Regions from separate parts of the Mus musculus genome. Here region 2 is linked to region 1. The links are chromatin contacts, called in public Hi-C maps. All regions are on one chromosome and are shown on one strand. Each heading gives the region's core, a stretch centred on a gene start, on an enhancer-like site or on the middle of the called end of the contact. The rest is flanking DNA. Distances are from core to core; before and after follow the strand shown.

Region 1 (7,967 bases), core at 3,904-6,403:
GTGCATGCGCTTTGATCCTGCGAGGACTTTTATTGGTTTTACCCACATCCTTTCCACTGTCTCACCCAGCGAAAGGTGCTTTAAATTAGATGGAGCTAGGAAATGCTTCTCCCCACCCCCACGCTCTCCCCACCACGTGGGCTGTGGGCTTCAGCCAGCAGGAGATGTATAAGCACGCCGTGCTCGCGTATAACTGGAATCAATTGAGACAAATCAACTCAGAGGCACCGCGTGCATTTGGAATGCTCTTTGCTGTGGGCCCCCACCGTGTTTTGCAGACAGCTAGGTCTCCAGACAAACAAGAAGTGGCCGTGTGTTTAGCCACTCCAGCACAGAACTCGTGGACAGCCTCTGGTTCCCAGTTGCTGCTGACTGAATTGACATAGATCAGTCTCCACGGTCACCTGCCCGCCTCTCCAGGCCTTTCTGTTATCCCCAGTCAACCAGCTCGATGGAGACTTATTTTTAGATGTCATCTCTCTCTGCTTTTGGTAGAATAGTACAGAGGTGGTGGAGCCTCTGAGAACAGAAACATGGGAGGAAGTGAGGAGTGTGTTTCATCATGAAGATCCCAGGGCTTCTGTATAAGCCTAGCTAACAGCAAGCTCCAAGAGAGAGACCTGTCTACCAGCCAGGCCCTTCTGAGACTGGTGTTAAAGAAGATGCTGCCGGCCCCTCTAAAGAAGAGCTGAAATGCACCTCTTACTCTTCAAACCTCTGCTCTCTGCTCTCTGTCAGTCTAGATCCTGTGACACACCATTTGCTCCAGATTCCCTGGCAGGCTGACCTCACCTGCCCCTTTAAGATGTCGTTCTGTCTATTTCTGTATCTGGAAGATGCTTAAGTCACCTCTCTACTCCCACATAGTCAGACATGGCTACTAGGCTCAGGGCCGAGGACCCCTGCTATGAAGGTGAGCTTCTTCAACACTGTGATTATGTAAACAAATATGGCCATGCCACCCCCCTGCCCAATACACGTAGTAATGGACTCCTGATCATAAACTCTGGAACTAAAGATATTTGTTCCTACATAGCATTTACTTCCTTTTTAAAGACGGTGTGACAGCGATTGATTTGCTATGTAGCCCAGGATGGCTTTGCAATCCTCCTGCCTCAGTCTCTCAAGTACCTGGGACCACTGGCATGCACTTGCCAGGCCTAAATCATAACATCTATTGTCCTGCGATGCCCTCAGCCTCTTACAATGACAAATGAGCTGATTGTGGCTCTTTGTCACATTCTCCAACAGTTTCCACAGTCTGGTGGCCATTGGGGGTTCCTCTTGGTTTGCAGGCATGTCTTTCCCCCACTGTAACAGCACCCTACTTCCTGAGTGAGGCATTGCCTCCTCCCTGTTGCATTCTTGTGTTAAGAAGACAATCCCAGGGAATGAGATTCCTGGCCAGAAGGACCAGAACTGAGTATATGTTTACTAGATTTGATAGACCTGGAGAACAGCACAGGGTATCATGCCTTCCCTACAGTACTACCCCTCCCTGACCTCTAGAGCTGGGTATCACACACACACACACACACACACACACACACACACACACACACACACAGAGAGAGAGAGAGAGAGAGAGAGAGAGAGAGAGAGAATCCATCCAAGAATACCATGAGGTGTTCCAGGTGATCCAGTCCTCACAGGTACACGATTTTTACTCTTCCCCCATAGTTCCTTCTGCATCTTAATTTGCAACTCAGGTCAGTTATGCTGATTTACACTTCCAAGAAAGCCATTCATTCCATCTTACTTTTATGTGTTTTAGTGCCCTGACATAGAATTTGTAATAGGAACTATAGTGTTCATAAATTTTCAACTGGATTCCTACATTGCCCCATCCCCTTGCCATACAGTTGAGTTACATGACCAGTTCTAGTTCTAACCAATGGGTGGAAGAGATACAGATTCTATAGGAGTCAAGACATAAGAAAGTTAGCATGTGACCCTCCACATGTCTCTTCCCCAACTGGGCCATCATAAACAGTAGAGATTCAGTCAATGTGGGGCCCTGTGTGTCTACATAGAGTCTGTGCTTCCCTGCATGGAGCACACAGCACAAGAAATAGACCTAACTCAAAGTAAGCTCTGAGATCCCATGTTTTGGTTCATTCCTAATATCAACTGCTTCTGGGCCAGAAGCAAGGCCCAAGATATCAAAATATCTTCTGCTCCTCAAGAAGACGAAAACAGCTCTTACTCTTGCTCCCTTGTTTCTCTCTTGCCTCTTGGGCTCTTCCCTTCCCCCCTCCCTTTCTGATTCTCTTCCCCCTCTCTCCACGAGTTCATGGCCAACCTCTACTTTTCTACTCTCTCCCTCTCTCTGCCTTTCTCTGCCTCTACTAGCCTCTTAACTCTTAACTCCCCTCCCCATGCCCTGAATAAGCTCTATTCTATATTTAAAAAAAAAAAAAAGGATGAAAACATTTCCCCACATACCCCTCCGGAATTCCTCAGTCTGCCTTTCTTAGACTTTACTCTGCTGGCTGCTATAGGTGTGGAATGGCAGAGGAACGTTAACCTTTAGGCAAGCGTGTATCCCCATCCATGCCAGCCCCTGTGAACTGTGCTTCCTTGATGGCTGCATTCATTGGATTTGAGATGCTGAGAGGGTCAGCACATCTGAAGGAGGTTTTGTCTGGTCATTCCATTATCCCGATGGATAGGAAGCTTGTTCCAAATCAGTGTGTTCCAGAAGGTCTGGAAGCCTACGACAAGCAAACACCAAGCGTCAGGACTCACGGGGAACAAAGGGTTCCTGAGAAAGGCCAACCCCATATAAGGAACAAGACTGGAGAGAAGATGAGCATTGTGGGAGGGAAGCCTCTACATCTTAGGCAGAAGCCCGTCACCATCAGCACCTAGGAATCCAAGCACCAGACCAAGAAACAATATCCTTCCAGCCACAGCAACACTGGGGACATTACACTGGAAAACCCCAGCCCAGCTCCAGGCCCTGACCAGATTCTGACCATGGTCCACCAAGGATGCTGGGCAGGGGAAGGGCAAATGCCACTACAGTCAACTACTGCACAGGAAGCCCCAAGCCAGTGCCCATTGCTGTACAGAGAGCTCCACTTTCCCAGATCAGATGCACCCGCTCTCTTGCTAACCCCCTGGCTCTCCCTGCTGCAGTGAGAAAGTCCGTCGTGCAAGCATCAACAGGAACCACAGAGCAGACGGACTCAGCCTCACTGTCTTGCCATTAAAAAAGTCACTGTGTAAATGCATCTGAACGGGTGCTCACTTACACTGCATCTTTCCCCTGACATTAACAGTCAGTTGACTTCTGTTTCACTGTGGCAGACTAAGGAGTGTATAACCCCTGATGCAAATCCCGCTAAAATGAGAAAATAAACCAGGAAATGAGGCTCTACTTCCCAAAGCTCTGAAAATAGAGGCTTAAGGAGGCCTCAGAATGCCAGATCCAACCTAAGGGAGGGAGGCAGGATGCAGTCTGGGTCTGAAACAGGTGTCCCTAGAAATCTCAGCAAGTGCTCCCTCCACTTGCCTGACTTGCAGCTTTATCCTGCCCAGTCTTATCCTCACCAGCAATAGTTGAAACAGCGTCAGAGAAGCCCCACCTCTCTCCACCCACCCACCCACCCTCACCCCCACAGCAGCGCCTCCTACTGGTGGTCTGGCTAGAATATCGTACAATCAGGGTCCACCCAGTGCCTGAGCCCTAAGGAGACACACCCAGGACCCCGGACAGCTGACAAGACACACATGGCCAATGAACAGCCTGCCTCTGCCATGTCTCACTGAGGGCTGATCCATGAACTTCTACAGAACCCTGGTCGACTGTCACCCAGTCTCCAAAAGAACCTCTAAAGACCAGGGCTACTGCCAGCTTTTAAAGTGCAAAGTGATGGGACCCAAACAGCATTTTAGAAAGATGGCTTTCTGAGAAAGGGCTTGGACTGCTTGAGGTCTCAGGAGACAAGGATTCTGGAAAGTGCCACAGTTGGTTGTCAGGAGGCTTAGATTCGAAGCTCTTATTGGCCAGCTGTGTGACCTCAGACAACCCATTCATCAGCTCCCAACCCCAGCTGTTTCTGACAAGGACAGAAAACCCACCTGGGCCAAGCATGGGATGGAACCAGGTGTGCCAGGCCTGGAAGCCAAGTCTCTTGTCAGTGACAGCAATGTGTGAGTGTCAGCTGCCACCTGGATGTCCTCCATAGTCATGCTGGCTGACTTCTGAGTGATCCAAACTATGGCGTATAGACAAGAAACCCCAGCTCTCCCCACTTCTGCAGAGAATGCTTCAGCCCTGATGCTGGGTAAAGTCCTCTGAAAGTCCTAACCCCAGGACAAACTAGCAGGTGGGCTAAGTTCACTGAAGTCAGTCCTTATGAGGCCCACACTCTGACTCAGGGCCCAGGTGTGGTGCCCTGTGTATAACACCCTTGCCCCAGGAGGAAGCCCTATTGTCTGTCAGCAAGGCAAGCCCACAGGGCTCTATAAACTGGCTTTCCTCAGGCCCCTGGTAATCATGGACAGGTGTCTATACATGTCACCAGCTAGGCTGCAGAGATCTGCAGTAGATCTTCATTAACCTCAGCCCCAGGATGTGACCCAAATCAAGCATTTGGGACCTGGGGAGGTTGACAATGACACTGCACACAGACCCAGCCAACAACAGGATCCCAAAGCCCAGGGGCAAGGTGTTGCAACCGTGCCCCACTGCGAGTGGAAGGAGCTATACCGGGCCAACCTCGGCCCATACTGCCAGGCCATGGGAGCTCAGGAAAGTTTATGAATCAGGTCCAGACCCTGCCCCTCCCCCATCCCTCTGTGCACAGCTCTCGCAGTCCTTCTGGCCTCCAGATGCACAGTCTGCAAGCGATTTCCCTTTTGTTATTTCAAGCTTGGGGCCTTGATCTTTTGCCACTTTGGAAGGAGCATAGAAACAAAGGGATCTGGGGCTGTTGCCTAATACTGATGCTGGCTTCACCCAGCCAGCCTCCATCTTAGTCCCTGTGCCCTTGCTACCCAGCTGAGCCTTTGATGAGAGAAAGCAGGCACCCCGGGAGCTGCTCAGCAGCTCCCTCTCCTGTCCCCACAGACCTGGGCTCACACAGAGAGAGCCGCGTGCTCCTCTCAACAGTGGTTGCTGCCAACAGGCTGAGACTTGACTCTTGCCAAGCCCTCTGGTGTCCATGACACCTCAGTGCAGCAGCAGAGCAGCCTGTGTGCCCTGCCCTGAGCAGCTGGGGTTGCAGGCCCTTGGCCAAGCTTCACTCACTCAAGCCCAAGGTGCAGAGTCCCCAGCAGTGTGTTAGCCCACCACCCTCCTGCCATTTGCCTGCAGGCTTTGGGCTTGCACACTTGGCTGGAGACAGAGGCTCACAACACATGCTTGTTGAATGATGATGATCCCAGCTCTGCTACACCCAGCAAGTGCCCTGAGCATCCTTCGGAGCACCAAAAGGAAGGGACATCACTAGTGTTGTTAAAGCCCTATCACTAGTGTTGTTACAGACTGTCACAGAGACCCTGGGGGAGAGGCAAAGAGGAGGGTCCCAGCCATCAGAGAAACAGAGGGAAGGGCAAGCAGGAATGTGGCACCCCAGAGAGAATTGGGCAAATACCTTGCAGACTGATGCCCTTCCTGGGCCAGAATGAAGGAGTGGAGTTTCTCCGTGAAGGAAAGGGAAAGTCATTCCAAGCCAAGGACACAGTCTGGGTGTTGAATCAGACTGTAAACTCCAGCGGGAAAGATATGAAAAACCCAAGAGTAATGGAGAGACCAGTGGCAGAGATCAGATACCATCTTAAGACGGCAGAAGCCCTATAGGGTCATGAGCAGAGCACAGGGGCAACACAAAGGGTAAGAAACCAATCACACTGAGTGCCAGGTGCTAATGCAGAGGGCATGGGGCATGAGGACAGCCCTGAAGCTGCAGAGGACCTGGGGTTCAATGCTCAGGTGATGGCCAGAGAGTCCCTCCAGAACAAGGTTCCAAGGTAGGGGGTGGCATCAGGGAGGGGAAGGATAGTGTGACTGCAAGAGGGGAGCTCTGAGAAGGCGGAGACAAAACTGCAGCGTTGGGCCATCAGGATGCTCCGTCAAGCTGGAGGCTGAGGCTTAGAACCACAGCACCTGTGGAGCAGTCTGGGGACTAAGAGTTCAGGGAAGCATCTGTATTTCAGAGCTGGGGAAAAAGTAAAAAGAGACACAAAAGCCAGAAGAGGATCCTGGGAAATCACTAAGGGAGGAGAGGACACAAGGCACAGAGCTTCCTGCAGAACACTCTCTGACCTCTGTGTTATTCCTCGCCCCACATGGTTCAGGTCCCAAGCCCGAGTGCAGGGGGCTACAGTCACGCTTTCCCAGGTGTCTTTGGTCTACAGGAAGATGCTAACACTCCAGATGAAGGAGATGGAGTCCTAGGCTGGGGAGGTCTGTGTCAAGTTCCAACTCTGTCTCTGGCCAGCAGACACCACGTGTTTTCTTAGCCTCATTCAGTGCTGAATGTGGTAACAGCTGAGCGTTTTCCAGAGAGCCCATGCCAGTAGAAGCTGGACATAGGGACAAATGTCTGTAGAACATAAAGATGGTGCAGCACATAAAAGCACTTGCCACCAAGCCTGATGACTGGAGTTCCATCCCTGGGCCCCACGTGGTAGAAGGAAACCAACCCCAACAAATAGCCCTCTGACCTCTACATATGCACCGTGGGATGTGCATGCCCCCTTACGTACACATAAATGAATATACATAAAAATATTTTAAAAGAAATTAGTGTTTATGCCCTGCCAAGATAATGTGAATATAAAGGATGTTGAAGTTCACAGCTGTCAAGCCAGGTGTGGTGGCACACACTTATAATCCCAGTGCTCGGGAGGCAGAGGCAGGTGGGTCTCTGAGCTCAAGGCCAGACTGATCTACAGAGCAAGTTCTAGGACAGCTACAAAGAGAAACCCTACCTCAAAAGACAAAACAAAACAACAACAACAAAAAAGTCACCCACACAATCCTCTGTATCAGCATCAACCTCTCCATGAAAACTGTAAGCATCTCTACCATCATCAGCCTCCTTTACCTTCTCTATCATCACCACTGCTATGGTTTGGACTTTGAATGTCCCCTGAAAGTCCGTGTGCTTAAGGTTTGCCCACCTCCATCCTGTAGCGCTTCTGGGAGACAATGAAAGCCCTTGGAGGTGTGGCCTTTGGGGAAGAGGCTAAGTCATCATGGAGGCATCTTTTAAAGGGATATTGGGCTTGTCACCTACTCTTCCTTTCTCTGGTAGCTTCCTGAGAAAAAAAAGAGTTCCTTCTACCACCAGCTGCCTTTCCTCCCTGAGAGCGAGCAGTCTTGGAATTTTACCGCTGTGTTAGAAAGCTCACAACATCACCACCATCACATCAAACGCACCACGGACCACCCGCCCTGCCCGTGAAGGCCTGCCTCCACCCCGTCTTGCCAAGAGATCTTCCTGTGACCAAGAATACACAACGCCCCCCCCCGAAGTACTCTGTCCCTTCACCTTCAAATATCTGAGGACAATTGGTACGCAGCCTCAAGTCCTTTTTAATCCAAAATTAGATAATTTCCTCAGTTGTTTCATGTTTAAATACTCTTTTCATGATCAATAAATCAATTATGTCCATATAAGAATCTTTAAAAAAACAGAACTAAGCCCCTCAAAGGAAAACCTTCGTGGCAGACCTCACTAGTTCTAGATAAGGACTCCCAGCTTCTCCTTCCTATCTCTCTTCCATCATTATGAACTACACATACATTTCGAAAACAGGACCCACCTTCTCCTGTGATGCCTCGCTCAGTGTCACTAAATGCCCTTCTCAAACAGCATCCTCTTCCCTTTCCAAAGTCTCTAACCAAAGCACCCACTCCCCGCACCCACAGCTTCTGGAAGCCACTTGGGGAGACCTCCACCCTACACTCCACGTCCTCCCTACACCTGTGTCCCTAGCCTTCCCTGTATTGG
Region 2 (7,967 bases), core at 3,783-6,282, 310 kb before region 1:
CCCTAGTCTTCTTTGCTGCATCTCAAACTTAATCGTGAAGTGCTTAATCATGAATCACACTGTCTATGATAAAGAGGGCAACATGGACTGATACCTGGATAAAATAGAACCAGCAAGGGCCCATTATGGAACAGAACTATTATCTATAGTCTTGTCACCTTCCATCTGGACCAAAGCATCTGAATGTTCTTATAGAGATATCTTGGACAGATAGGGTAAGTACCCATACCCCACATGTGCCAGAGTCAGCCATGGGGCCACTGAACTGAAGGCTTACTCTTGTCAAAATCTATGACATATACACATGTAGAACACCTGCCTCCCGAGGGCATTTGAGGGAAAATGGTGGCAGAGACCCAGAACACAGAGCAGCCCTAGTTAGAATGCCCAGCCTCCTGGAATTCCACCTTCAAAACTGGGTCCCACATGTGCCATCCCAGAGGCCTGTAACAATCAGGAACTGTCCCAGAGACAGAGACCTGGCTTCTGGGTGGTCGGGACACTGGTCTGCGTGAGTCACTTGGCCTGTGAGGGAGCCATGATGGCTCCCCACGCCCACATGTCATGGTCCCAGCCCAAAATGTTTTCTACACTCCTTTATATTCCCAACCATTCTAGGAAACTTTTATAACCTTGTAAAAGAAGAATTAAGAATTGGAAAGAGAAGCCAGGCAGACAAGCCGGGGGAGGGTAGGAAGGGGACAAGCCGCTCAAAGACAGAACCATGGAAGGCCAGCAGCCAGCTCAGGGTGGGCCTGGCTCCTTCTTGTGCTCTGAGCCTTGGCTCCCTTGGGCTTGGCTCAGGGAAACACTCAATCAACTTCACACTCAAAAGATACAGTCTGGTCTGAAGAAAGGTGTCCTGGTGTTCACCAGAGCGCTGCCGCTGTGGTCTCCCGGAGTGACCTCCTGGGAACTGCAGGCTGTCAGCCTTCGCGGGTTCTCTCTCAAGGAGTTCCTGTCCATGCTCTTGTCCAGTGGCCGTGCTCATACTGCTTGGGTAGAGAAAGCACGTGTGTTTCTGCAACCATCACAGGCTGATGATGGTTTTCTTGATTTTTGCATGGTTCAGTGGGTTTGGGGAGAAGATGGCAGCCTGTGGACCCAGCCTCCATTTTAAAGGAATGGCCTTCTCCTTCCCCTTGATAAGGATGCTTCTCTTTCTCTTTCTGAATGTGAGCTCTCCAGAGTCTCGGTTTAGGTACCTCCTTAATCCTTTGAGAAAGTAAGAATACAGACATCCAACAAAGGTGGGTGGAGCTCCGTGAGGTGGGTGGAGCTCCGTGAGGTGGGTGAAGCTCTGTGAGGTGGGTGGAGCTCTGTGGGTGGGTGGAGCTTGACACGGTCTGCATAGCAAGTTCCATGCCACTCAGGGCTATATCCACTGCTCTTGGGGAGATCTGAATTTTCAAGAGAGGAGGAGTCAGGGGTCTCTGCAGCCCCTGCACCCTATAAACGATTCAAGGAGGTAAAGGCAGCACCACAGTTTCAGGCTGTTTGTTCACTGCCCCTGTTGCTTCTAACTAGAAAGAGTTAGGGAAGGAACTTTTCGTCCAGCTTCAGGGTAAGAATACCGTTGTTTGAAAAACCGAAGAGCGGTTAATAGAGGTCTGAGGGTTGAACACATCATCCAAGGCTCTCACTTAGCTGCTGTGGTGAGGCTGTGTGTAGAATGTCGTTTTGCTTGTTTAAGAGTGTCTACTAAGCTGGGCGTGGTGGCACATGCCTTTAATCCCAGCACTAGAGAGGCAGAGACAGGTGGATTTCTGAGTTCGAGGCCAGCCTGGTCTACAAAGTGAGTTCCAGGACAGAGACAGGTGGATTTCTCAGTTCAAGGCCAGCCTGGTCTACAAAGTGAGTTTCAGGACAGCCAGGGCTACACAGAGAAACTCTGTCTGGAAAACAGAACAAAAAAAAACAAAAACAACAACTAAAAAAGAGTGTCTACTAGCGTTTCAATAAGAAACAGCATATTGCTTCGCATCAAGGAAAAACAAAGTTTACTTATTCAAACAGGAAGACCTGCAAAGAAAAGGTGCTGGCTTGGACTAGTCCAACAGCCCCACCCTCAGCCCCACCCCCAACCTCCACCCACCCTGATGTGATATCTGTGCTGGTGGTGATTCTCAGGATTCCATTCCTCCGGAATATTCCTTGCAGTTTCTCACTAGGATGCCTGGTACGGTCCTTACCCTCAAGACAGTTCCAGCCTAAGAGGATACAATCAGGTTCCTGCCAGGCTGGTACATCGATGTCTACAGGGACCAAAGCCCCCCAGGCCATACATAGCATCCTACTTGGCACAGAAGGACTGGAGGTCCCCTGACCAAGCCACCGTCCTTTACAGACACACTGTGTGAGAGGCTGGATCTGGGAGGGTGTTCACAACACAAGGGAGAGCACCACTGGGCTCTGTACCCCAGCCTGCATCTCCTTGCTCCTTATGCGTCCTCAGTCCTCTGGACCCTCTGCTTGGGAGGTCTCCTTCCCCCAAAGGGATATTGTGGCCCAGCTTGGCAGGGAGCTGGAAAGCCAATGCTGAAGAGAACTGACCCTACCTTGAACTTTGCTGGCAAGGAAGTATAGTCCATAAGGGAGTCTGGGCTTCCTCACTCTCTTGGGCGGTAAATCAACCTGGGAACTGGACAGGGCGGGCCTGCCAGGGCTCTGGCAGAGGAGGTCTGCTTAGAGGAGCAGGAGGGATGTGAGCAGAATATGTGCATGTGTGTGTGGGGTGTGTGTGTGTGTGTGTGTGTGTGTACAGGTATATATGTGTATCTGTGGGTGGTAAATCATGTGTGTGTGCCTATCTATGACACAGAAGTATGTATATGTATGTGTATGTGTATGTGTATATGTATATGATGTTGTATATGTATATGATGTTGTATATGTATATGATGTATATGTATATGTATATGTATATGTATATGTATATGTATATGTATATGTATATGTATATGTATATGTATATGTATATGTATATGTATATGTATATGTATATGTGGGTGGTGTATCTTGTGTTTTCGAGTGTGTGTGTGTGTGTGTGTGTGTGTGTCCACAGGATACACATATGTATCTGTATCCATGGATATTGCATCTTGTGTTCTCTTGCAGAAACTGATTTGTTTGCTTTAAGATTCTTGCAGCTTGGGATGGGGGGTGGAGGTAGGGTGAATAACCTGAAAAAGACAAGATTTTCCCATACCTTCCCTGAGAGAGGGACTCCCTGAGAGAGGGCCTCGCCGAGTCCTCCACCCACACAAAAACTATGGACACCTCCTTCCTGCCCAAAGTGTCCTCTGTCCTGAAGAGGTGAATCACTGACACTCAGCCCTCTAATGCAAACTGACCCCTCCCTGAGGACACCCCCATCAGGAGACCTTGCCAAGGGACTGAGAGGTCTGCTAGAAAATTAACACTGAGGTATGGCGCCCCCTTGTGGTCCCTGCCATGGATCCCGTGGATTATGGGGTCAGGGCCGCAGGATGACACAGCTCCACAGACAGCAAGCTTCCCACCATGGGTCAAGAGTTTAATCAGCAAAGTGTGATGAAAAGTCAGCTCTGGATTGTCCAAAAGGTCCTGAGTGATCTAAGCAGGCCGCATGGCTAGTGTGTCTGGAAGCCAGGGGCCACAAAAGGTCCTAATAGGACAAGAAAGATCTGCCCCCTCCCCCGACCCCTCCCCCGACTTCAGTATTTCAGGGGTTTGCTAGGAGAGGACAAGGGACCACGGGCTCAGACTTGTCAGAACTCTACCCCACCATTTCCTCTGACCTTCAGAGGTGGCCTCACTGCCCAGGGTTGCTTTGTATCTTCACTCTCAAATTCACCCCAATTTTGCCTGCACGTGTCAAAAACACAGGATGCATCACCCACTTGTGTATGTGCAGGAGTCATCTTCAGGTGTCTCCCTGGGGGCGGAGGGGGTGTCACTGGAAGCTAGGCTGGCTGGCCAGTGAACACGGGATCTCTGCTTCTCTCTGCCTCCGGTTCTAAGGTTACAAATGCCTTTGCATTATCTCTAAGATGGAACTCCCATGCATTCTTCATGCTTGTAAGGCAAGCACTTTACCAGTTAAACCATCTACCAAGCCCTTTATGTATTTTTTAAGGCCTGCCCTGGGTACCTGAGCTGCTCTGGAGTCCACAGGGCCAAGCCTTGGCTCAGACTCCAAGGATGAGACACCCACCCACCCCCGCCCCCATGAGGACCTGGAGGGGCTAACAGGTCCCAGGGCCACATCCACTGCTCTGGAGTTTCACTCTGAGGACAATCTTGTGAGATTCTTACAGGAGGAGGAGTCTGTGGGACAGCATGCCTTCTGACCTCAGATCTGAGCCACAGGCCAGTGGTGAGACCCTCCCTCTGTCTAAAGGTCCCCATGCCCGCATGCAATGTGGGCTGTGGCAACTCGCTCAGCAATGCAGATGCAGCCAGATGTTTGGGATGTGATGGAATGTTAGTGTAGGCAGGGGCGGGGCGGGGGAGGGTTCTAGGACTTCCAGCCAGATTTCTGACATCCTTGTGAAAAGCAGCTATGGAGATGTAGGCCAAATCTCCTCCTTGGAGACCAGGGATGGGGGATTTGTGAGGGAGGGCACCAGAGACCAGATGTGATGGAGCAAATGCAGACAATGCACTGGACTCTTGGTGCAGAGGAAGGCCGAGGGGAGTCAGCCTGCTAACCTAGGATGCTCACTGTGCAGAGAAGAAGGGGTGTCTGTGGGGAGGAAGTGGGTGTAAAGAAATGTAACATGACTTTTAAAAAATCTGTCAGTTTGGGAGCATACAGCAGCTGCATGCCAAGGATGGAGGACAAGCAGGGCTGGTCTCTCCTTCGTCCTCCTGGTCTCTGTCAGCTGTGCTCTGAGCACTGCCCTTCTGTCCCTCCTAGGTTTGTTTTTCTTTAAGGAAGACAAGACCTCTCACTGATGTCACCTAACAATGGCACACACCCTACTCAGCCCCAAGTCCTGGGTGGTCACCCTCTCAAACACTTGTTTCCCTGGTTGACATGGTAACACAGGCCTGCGGCCAGGGGGCAGGGCTAGAAGGCTGAAGGAAGGAGCCTCTTCTTTACCCACACCCCACCTCCAGTCCTGTCCAGCACCACCCTGCCCTCAAGGTGTTAGCAGGTACTGCCGGTAGCCCAGGCTTTGGGAGGTCTGTTACCACCCACAGACCTGGCATCCTGTCTAAACCGCTGCCCCTTCCCAGCGTCTCCAGCTGAACTTCACAGTGCTTTCCTACACAAGTCCTTGCAGGCAGCACCTACCTCCTCCCTTCTCAGCCTTCAAAAGCAACAAAGTTGCGAGCCACAGTGTCCCAGCTAAGGTATCCCAGCAAGATTGCAACTCCCGTTGATTCTATGCCCATGCATCAGGTTTCAAAAATCACTCTTCCCAGTGGCAGAAACATTTCTTTAAAAGGAGCCTTGACCAAAACTGCAATGGCCAGGGGTGGCCACCATGCCACATGCCCTCTCTCTCCCACAGGACTGTCAGTTCAGGTGCAGACTTAGAACCTGTGACACTCAACAAACAAGACTGAAGCCCCCAGGCTGTGGGGCAGGCAGCCACTGCTCAGCTGAGACAGGAAGTATATCCTACTGCCGATGATGTCCACTCCCAGGGCTTCACAGCTGGGCTGACTGACAGCCAATACAGCAAGGACCCTGTGATGCAGGGCCTCACCTACTTCCTAGCATCCTGTGGAGGATGCTGGAGAGGCTGGGCCTCGACGAAAACAGCCCAGAGCCTTCTTATGAACTCAGAAGCAAGAGAGATTTGACAAGAGTTATCTAGTTACTTAATTAAAAAAAATACATCTACTTATTGGGTACTAAAGTAACTTTAAAGCATTAATAATAAGATTTCCTCAGAACCTCACCATCTTAACAAAGCATCCTGTGACTGGCAGCTGTAAGCGCTGAGCTTGACTCATTGCCCTGTGCTCAGAGTATGGCATTTGCTGCGTGTTCCTACTGTAAGTCACGTGCTGATCTGAACACACTTCACGGTACCGATGTCTATCATGTCCATGTGCTTATGACTTTTCATGACCATATAATATGTGTTTGTATAGATATAGTTGAACAACTATCCCTGAAAATTCAAACGAGTCCCCCTCCCCACCTTTTCTGCTTTTCATTGAAGCTTTATATACATGCATGCAGCTTTCCCATTTTCTAAGAGCGACTTTAAAATCAGCCATATAAATGTCTGGTTTCTGAGAAGGAAAATGAAGCAGACCCGAGGTCACATGTAATCCTCCCTCATCCCCAATCTTAGCAGAAAAATTATACACGTTTGGGTTTGTGACCATAAGTCAAGTTCCGAATGCATAGCTCTCCTTCGTTCAGCGGGGAGTTCTGTCTCTTTTATGGATCATCCAAATCCCACAGGTGGAAATGCTTCAGTGAGCAGATTACAATGATTCAAGATAACCGATGCGCGTTGGCCGGGACGAGCACTCCCACACGGGAAGTGGGAAGAAAGGTCATTCTGAACCCAGAGGCAGCTGAGCCACCCACCACTAGAGCAGGCAAAGAGATCTGGCGTGGGTTGCACAGGGTCTGCAAGAACCTTCCTCATCAGGAGGACAAGAGAGGTCTTCTGCACAAAGGCCATTCCTCCCGAGTGCCTGGATTAGCCCCTGTCTGCTCCAGAGTCTGTCCCTGGTCAAGCAATGCCTCTGTGGGTAAGTCCTGACTTGCAGCAAGATGGCCACAGGTTTCTTCCACCGGGGAGTTCAGCCCAGCACCATGTTTGTGAGAACCCACCCTCAGTCTGGCCCAGTGGCACGCATCACACCTGCAGTTCCTGGTCTGCATCATCGGGGAATCTTAGTACCAGATGGTGAAACGGGCTGACTGCTGGTCACTCGTGAGTCTGCATAGGTGCCATGGTGAATCCCTCTCCCCACTTGAACAGACACACCATCTGAAAGCCACCCTGACTGGACCCTGGCCTCTAACAATATCTGTCAGGCAGCGCTCAAGATTAGCTTGACTCCCAGTAAAACATTCCCCAGGGAGCCCCACTGTGCCCTCTCAGATCCTCATTCCACAGAGAAGGAAGAGATGATAGAATGTTTAAAATAGTGTGAGAACCTTGCACAGGCAGTAAGATCTTTGTCTAGACAGGTGTTATTTCCCTACCATTAGCCTGCCCACTGCCCTACTTATGGCTCTCCTGTATCAGCAAAATTGTCCTCAGAGGGCCTGGGTTACAGCGACATAGAACACACACAGCTGTGAATGCCAACCAAGCCTGTTCAGAGATTGGATTCAGTCATCACTTACTGTGATGCAGGAGTTTCTGCATTAGAAAACCTGCGCGCGCACGCGCACACACACACACACACACACACACACACAGACAGGTGTGTGAGTTTTCCAAACTGGGGTTCTGTGAAACACTAGTCTGCAGGATCGTTCTGTGTGCAGATAGGTTGGGAATGTGTCCCTGGAATAAGCCTAGTGAGCCCTAGGCATACAGTTCTAAGGATCTCCTGAACCTCCAAAGGGGCACTAGCCTGCTACTTTGGGGAGACAACCCCTACCAGCTCCCTGATAGGCTCATGAGCCGGGCCTAAAGAACACAGTGGGATCCAGATATCACATCCTAGACAGGGTAGATGGACCCTGTTGGCTGGGCACAGAATGGTGGTGCCTTTGAAGTCATTTTGTGGGTAAAAAGAAAAAAAAATGACCACTGGAAGTATTTTTCTACATCCACACTGCCTAGTTGAGTAAGCCACACATCAATAAAACAGAAACTCCTGTGAAGACAGCCAAGCCAACCCACATCCCTGAAAAGCCACTGGGCCTTATAGCCACAAGCTCTTTCTAGGATTCCTGCCACAGTTTGTCAAAAGGATGTTCACCAATGACAAGGGACTCTAAGAGCACAGGAACCACAGGTTGTACAGCCATCAGCACCCTGAGGTACCACTGATTA

Evidence for each region. A called contact is a pair of places that touch in the nucleus more often than the background predicts.
Region 2: a Hi-C map of uterus shows a contact between it and region 1, with 2.2 times the contacts expected there. The contact joins two enhancer-like sites. A contact is called at or near these places in 2 of 484 Hi-C or Micro-C datasets (cerebral cortex and uterus) and 1 of 115 datasets of contacts at active chromatin or transcription factors (embryonic stem cells).

Annotation. Positions count from the first base shown.
Region 1 is chr1:91,598,012-91,605,978 of GRCm38.p6, reverse strand. No RefSeq gene overlaps it. Among named protein-coding and RNA genes, the nearest start is that of Gm28380, 9.2 kb to the left of the region's middle. Within about 2 kb of position 5,153, at least 47 of the 459 cell types and tissues checked have an H3K27ac peak or open chromatin away from gene starts, as enhancers often do. A contact at or near this core is called in uterus, where this site is marked.
Region 2 is chr1:91,909,491-91,917,457 of GRCm38.p6, reverse strand. No RefSeq gene overlaps it. Among named protein-coding and RNA genes, the nearest start is that of Gm46242, 34 kb to the right of the region's middle. Within about 2 kb of position 5,032, at least 33 of the 459 cell types and tissues checked have an H3K27ac peak or open chromatin away from gene starts, as enhancers often do. A contact at or near this core is called in uterus, where this site is marked.